Regions from separate parts of the Columba livia genome. Here region 1 is linked to region 2. Evidence: chromatin contacts called from public Hi-C data. All regions are on one chromosome and are shown on one strand. The core of a region is the stretch at or near the end of the contact, and the rest is flanking DNA. Distances in the headings are between cores, read along the strand shown.

Evidence for each region. A called contact is a pair of places that touch in the nucleus more often than the background predicts.
Region 1: a Hi-C map of liver shows a contact between it and region 2, with 4 times the contacts expected there. The contact joins the promoter of TMED10 here to the enhancer-like site in region 2. A contact is called at or near these places in 2 of 2 Hi-C or Micro-C datasets (crop and liver).

The regions. Positions count from the first base shown.
Region 1 is chr5:25,381,670-25,384,369 of bColLiv1.pat.W.v2, forward strand. TMED10 (transmembrane p24 trafficking protein 10) reads left to right here and starts at 1,340. Exons shown (of 5, transcript XM_065063924.1): 1 at 1,340-1,618. The coding sequence starts at 1,397.
Region 2 is chr5:25,344,241-25,346,940 of bColLiv1.pat.W.v2, forward strand. No RefSeq gene overlaps it. Among named protein-coding and RNA genes, the nearest start is that of FOS, 13 kb to the right of the region's middle. Within about 2 kb of position 1,386, at least 1 of the 3 cell types and tissues checked has an H3K27ac peak away from gene starts, as active enhancers do.

The sequences.
Region 1 (2,700 bases), core at 90-2,589, 37 kb after region 2:
TTACCTGGGAAGACAAACGCCTTAACTCTGAACATCTCCCCCTTCCTTTTTCTTCCTCCAGCTTTATAGACTAAACATGACACCATATGGTATGGAATATCCCTTTGGCCAATTTAGGTCAGCTGTCCTGGCTGTGTCCCAGCTCCTTTATGCAGCCCCAGCCTCCTCGCTGTGGGGTGGTGTGAAGAGCAGCAGAGGCCTTGAGTCTGTAAGCACCACCCTGCAATAGCTAGAACATCCCTGTGTTATCAACACTGTGTCCAGCACAAATCCAAAATGTGGCCCCACACTAGCTACCATGAAGAAAATTATCTCTACCCCAGCCCAAACCAATACATTATCCATTCCTTTCTTCCTGCCTTTCCTTGCACCTCAACATACCCAAATATTTGCAGCCCAGCCCAGGAGCTGGCTGCAGCTGTGGCGGTCATAATCACACACCCGGGAGATCTGCGTCCCTCTGTCCCCAGCAGGGCAAGGTGCTTGTTCCACTCGTGCAGGTCCCCCCCGTGGTGCCGCTCGCTGGGATCCCTGCAGCAGGGCCGGGGAGGGAGGCTGGGAGAGGAGGGGGCTGCTGGTGTGGGGCCAGGGGAGCAGCGCTCCAGAGCTGCTTGGTGGGTTATTTACTGCTATGGTCCTGAGAGTAAAATAGAGCAAGCGCAAAAAAAAAACAAAGGAAAAAGCAGATCTGAGGACGTGTCGGAAAGGGAGAGAAAAAAATAATCCTTCAAGTATCTTTAAAAGTCATGATAATTTTATTTGCTGTTAAAAGCACTTGCATACCTTTGCTGCTATTGTATTTGGAGGATGCTGACCCAAAAAAGTAACACATCTGATAAAACTATATTTTCTTGACTGAACAGGACCAGAGGAAAACTACTCAGAAATTAAAAACTAACAAACAAAAAAACAACACACCAAAAAAAACCCCAAACAAACAAAAAAACCAAACCCCACCAAAACAGCAAGTGCATCTCTCAGACAAGGAGCTGGGGGGTGCCCAGCTGTGCAGAAGGCTCCATGAAATTCAGACTGCTCGTCCACCCTCAGTGTGCTCCTCTGCATTGGAGCACGGTTTGTTTGGTTTTTTTTAATTCATTTATTTAATGGATGAAATTATTATGGCTCATTATCAGTCATTAATAATGAATTAATATAATTAAACATTTATTTAAGAATTAAATCTCCCATCTGAAGCGACAAACTTCAGTACCTAGGCGCGGCGGACCCGCACCCCCGGAGCACGTGGCCAGACACCCGCTAACCCCCGCCTGCGTGGGACCCCAGCGACGATCCTCCCACCCGCGCGGCCCCGCCCCGGCCCCGCCCCCGTGACGCGCGGCGTTGCTGGTCACGTGTGGCGGAGGCACGGCCCGCCGCACCCGGAGCCGCCGCCATGCCGCTGCCGCTGCCCGGCCGCCCCCGCCTGCGGCAGGCCCCGCTCTTGGCCCTGCTGCTGCTGCTGCTGGTGGGCCCGGTGCGGCCCATCTCCTTCCAGCTGCCGGGCAAGGCGCGGAAGTGCCTGCGGGAGGAGATCCACCGCGACACGCTGGTCACGGGCGAGTACGAGATCGGCGCCCCGCCGGGCTCCTCCACCGGACCCTCCGCCAACCTCAAGGTGCGGCCGTGGCGGCGGCGCCCCGGCAGGCGGGAGCGGGAGGGGGAAAGGGAAACGAGGGTGAGCCGGGGCGGACGGCGTGGCCCCGCCTCCCCGGCCGCGCGTGGGCGGGGAGTGGGTCTGTGTGACGTTTTCCACGCATAACGCCGGTCCACGCGTGGGTTCAGCGCGGGCCTGGCCTCCTGCCGGCGGGAGCCACGGGGCAGGACTCGCCTCGCGTTAGCGGCCTCCGCTCGCCCAGGGGTTCCGCCATCCGGACATCGGGTGGCGCGGGAGTAGGGCAGGCGTTAGGCTTGACCCAAATACAGGCTTTTTCCCCCCCCAGATCTCTTCGCAGGGGCCCCTCCCGCCGCGCCACGGGTAATCCGCACGCGTGGTTGCGTGGGCCGGGCCGCCGCGGTGCGGCCGTGTGAGCGGCTGGCACCGTGTGAGCCGGAAGGAGCGAGGCTGACGTGGCTTTGCGAGCGCGCCCGGCCTGCGCACCGCGGCCGCCGGGAACGGGCGAGGGGGGCTTGCAAACGAGGTTTGGGTTCATAAGATGGCTTTCCCCGTCGTGCTGTGTGGTGGCTTGCGTGGACTTTAAGGAGGCAGGTGTTTGCTGCAGCAAAGAAAATGATCCTAAAGGATGTTGAAGGGGGATAGGGGAGGGTCAGCAGAACATATGTGACTGATACACCAATGGGACAAGTGGCTATTAAAACTTCAGTAGCTTCACTTTAATTCTGTCTGCAATCTGCCTTCTCTGGCTTTCTACAATTTCCCAACTAGCTGAGTCAGGTCTACTGCTACACAATTATGTCATAACGTGTTTTTATCTGTTTTTTAAATTTCTGTCTAAGCTCCCAAAGGCTTCAAACATAAGCACACAAACAGAGATGAGATTGTGTGCTCAGGAGTCTCTGAAATCAGTGTTATTGAATGAGCATTTGAGACCTCCCGAAATCAGGTTTCCAGCATCTGTCTACAGATGCCCAGAGGCTTTGGGTTATCAGCAGTCATGCTTGGTTATCGCTAGAGAAGGCTGTTTCTGGAGTCTTGCGCTTTTAAAAGAATTTGTTCTGCTGCTGCAACGTTGTTTGTGA
Region 2 (2,700 bases), core at 136-2,635:
CAGCAAGTCTGGCCATGTATCAACAACCATGAAAAGTCTACCTGCCTACCTGGTCCTGCCCCAGGAAGCACCCTTGTGAGGCTGGGCAATCGTTGGAAAGCAGATGGGCAAGAGCAAGGAGGGCAGCCTGAGAGTGTCAGTGCAGATGGGATCAGGTGAGTGACTGGGGTAGAGGTTCTGTGGAGGGGACTGGAAGGTCTGTCTGGCGCGCAGCTGGCAAAACAGGCTGATGCTCTGGGGCTGAAGCATCAGCGCTTTGGTTGTGGCTGAGCCATTAGTTTAGATTGACTTTAGTGGGGCTCTCAATGCCATCTCCCCTAGTGTTTGTATTATCAAATTAGTGAGATAGTCACTGGGTACATGAATAATTAGGTTTATCGAAAACTGGCTGGACCACCGAGCTCAAAGCTGATGAGCTTTGATGAGTTACAAAGTCCAAGTGACAACCAGGAGAGTTGAGCAGCACCTCTCAAGGGTCAATACCAGGGCAAATGCTCTGTAATGCCTTTATCAAAACCCTGAATGATGTGACAAAGCATATGGCCACCAAACCAGGGGTAGTGGCTGATATACACAGAGAGTAGGGCTACTACTTAGAGAAATCCCAATAGGCTGGATAAATGGCTGATAGGAACCTCTTGAAGTTTAAAAAAAAAAAATCAAATGCAAAGCCCCTCACCTGGGAGGGAATAACTCCATGCAACAGTACGGGATGCTACCTGGCTGAGGATCCACTTTGCTGAAAAAGTACTTGGAATTTATCAAAAGTTTGCAAATGCAGTGGGGGAACTCTTCCAAGAATGTTTCAAAGATCCTGATTTTTTACTATGAGGGTGGTCAAACACTGGACTGAGTTTCCCAGAAAATCTGTGGAACCTTTCTTCCCAGAGACATTCAAAACCCAACTGGACAATGCAGTGAGCAACACACTCTTGTTCGACGTGCTCTGAGCCGGGGGCTGGAGTAACGACCTCCGTGGTCAGAGCACCCTGATTCAATCCTCCTCAACTAGAACTAGTCACTTCTGCTTCTCTCCACCAGTGCTCAGCTTCCCGGTGACCAGCAGAGAGCAGTGGAAGGCGAGGAATGAAGACCTACCCACCGGACCAGCAGCATTCCTGCACGGCTGCAAAAACATGCCGGGACTGCCCAGGGCTGCAGTGACGAGTGCCGAGCGCCGGGAAGCGGGGCAGGAGCCCGGCCAGCAGAGCGCACTGCGGGATGCTCTCACCGGGACGGGAGAGCCCCGGCGGGGAGCCGGTGACAGTGGCGGCTGTCACGGAGGAGCCGCGGCGACACGACGAGAGGCTGAGCAGCCGCCGGGGAGCGCGGGTCTCAGGAGGGGACTTGCACGGGGCCCTGGCCGAGGCACAGAGAGGCTGGGGGCGTTTTGTTCAGCCGGGGAGTCATGTGGAGGAGGCTGCCCGGCCGGCTGCCCCCGCGGGTGCCAGCCCACCAGCCACATCTCCAGTAACTCCCAAGATTGGCTCGATATTGCTGTGGTAAGCACTGAACATTGCTTGTTGCTTCAAGCGTCTGGAGATACAGGGTTCATATTGCCCAACTCTCCTCCTTGATGTCAAGACCTAAACACATGCTTAACAAAAACCGAAATTTAAATTCTTACATAACCACATGACTCCAGGCACTGGGATGATGAAATCCCAAGTAGCACCAAGATTCTTCCACTGACACAGGACCTGGAAGGGGGACTGCCAAAACTCAGCAGACAGGAGCAGCCGTGTGCCACTTTACCAGATAGCTTTGCTACAGCTCAGGGTCATGTTCACATTCATCACACAACCGAGCATCGAAGCCACAAAGACATTTTCATGCTTCTGTTAGATCCAGTAAGAACTATAGCATGTTGGTTTAAACTATGGCACTTTATCCACAGATGACAACTATGGAAAATCAGACATGTGGGAAAGAAAGCCCAGTGGATGGATGTTGTGGGAACCCAAAGACCTGGGTTTAGAGGTGGCTGAGCCTAAAAGCTCTGCCTCAGGGGTCTGACTCCTCTGTTGATGCAACTGGCAGAGGTGGTTTCAGGCATTCCCATGCCAGTCTCTCCACCTGCTCTCCTGGACTGGGTTAACACATCCATTCCAGGGGAGGCAGAAAGGAATGTGAACTTCAGCCTTTGTCACTAGGCATTGAGGAGCTCTGCACAAGCCCCTTTCCTCAGTCACTTGGTTAGCTAATAGCACTGAGGATGGGGAGGGTACACACAGGCTCTCTTTCTGTCACCTGGGAGAGCCAACAACCCATGACAGACAGCAAAGATGGTATTTTAAACTGCTAGTTAGATCTGTCAGAGCATGTCATCCACATCATACATATGCAGAGAGATGTTTCATACATCTAGAATAGGTCCTTGCCACAAATGCTGTGTGTCACCACTCAGCTGCTTTCACACACACCACCAGTGCGTTACTCTACTTTCCGTGACCAAGCTGACACTGCCAATCATCGACTCCATGTATCACATAGGGTGGAAGGGGTCACCTAGCCCAACCCTGCTCAAGCAGGGCCTCTTAGAGCAGGCTGCTCAGGATCTCAGACAGTCAAGTTCTAGCAACCTCTAGGCTGGAGGTTCTCTGGACAACCTGCTCCAGTGTTTGATCACCTTCACAGTAAAATGTTAGGATTTTAGCACACACTTTGAAGAGTCGCCACTCCAAACTGACTTTAGGCAAA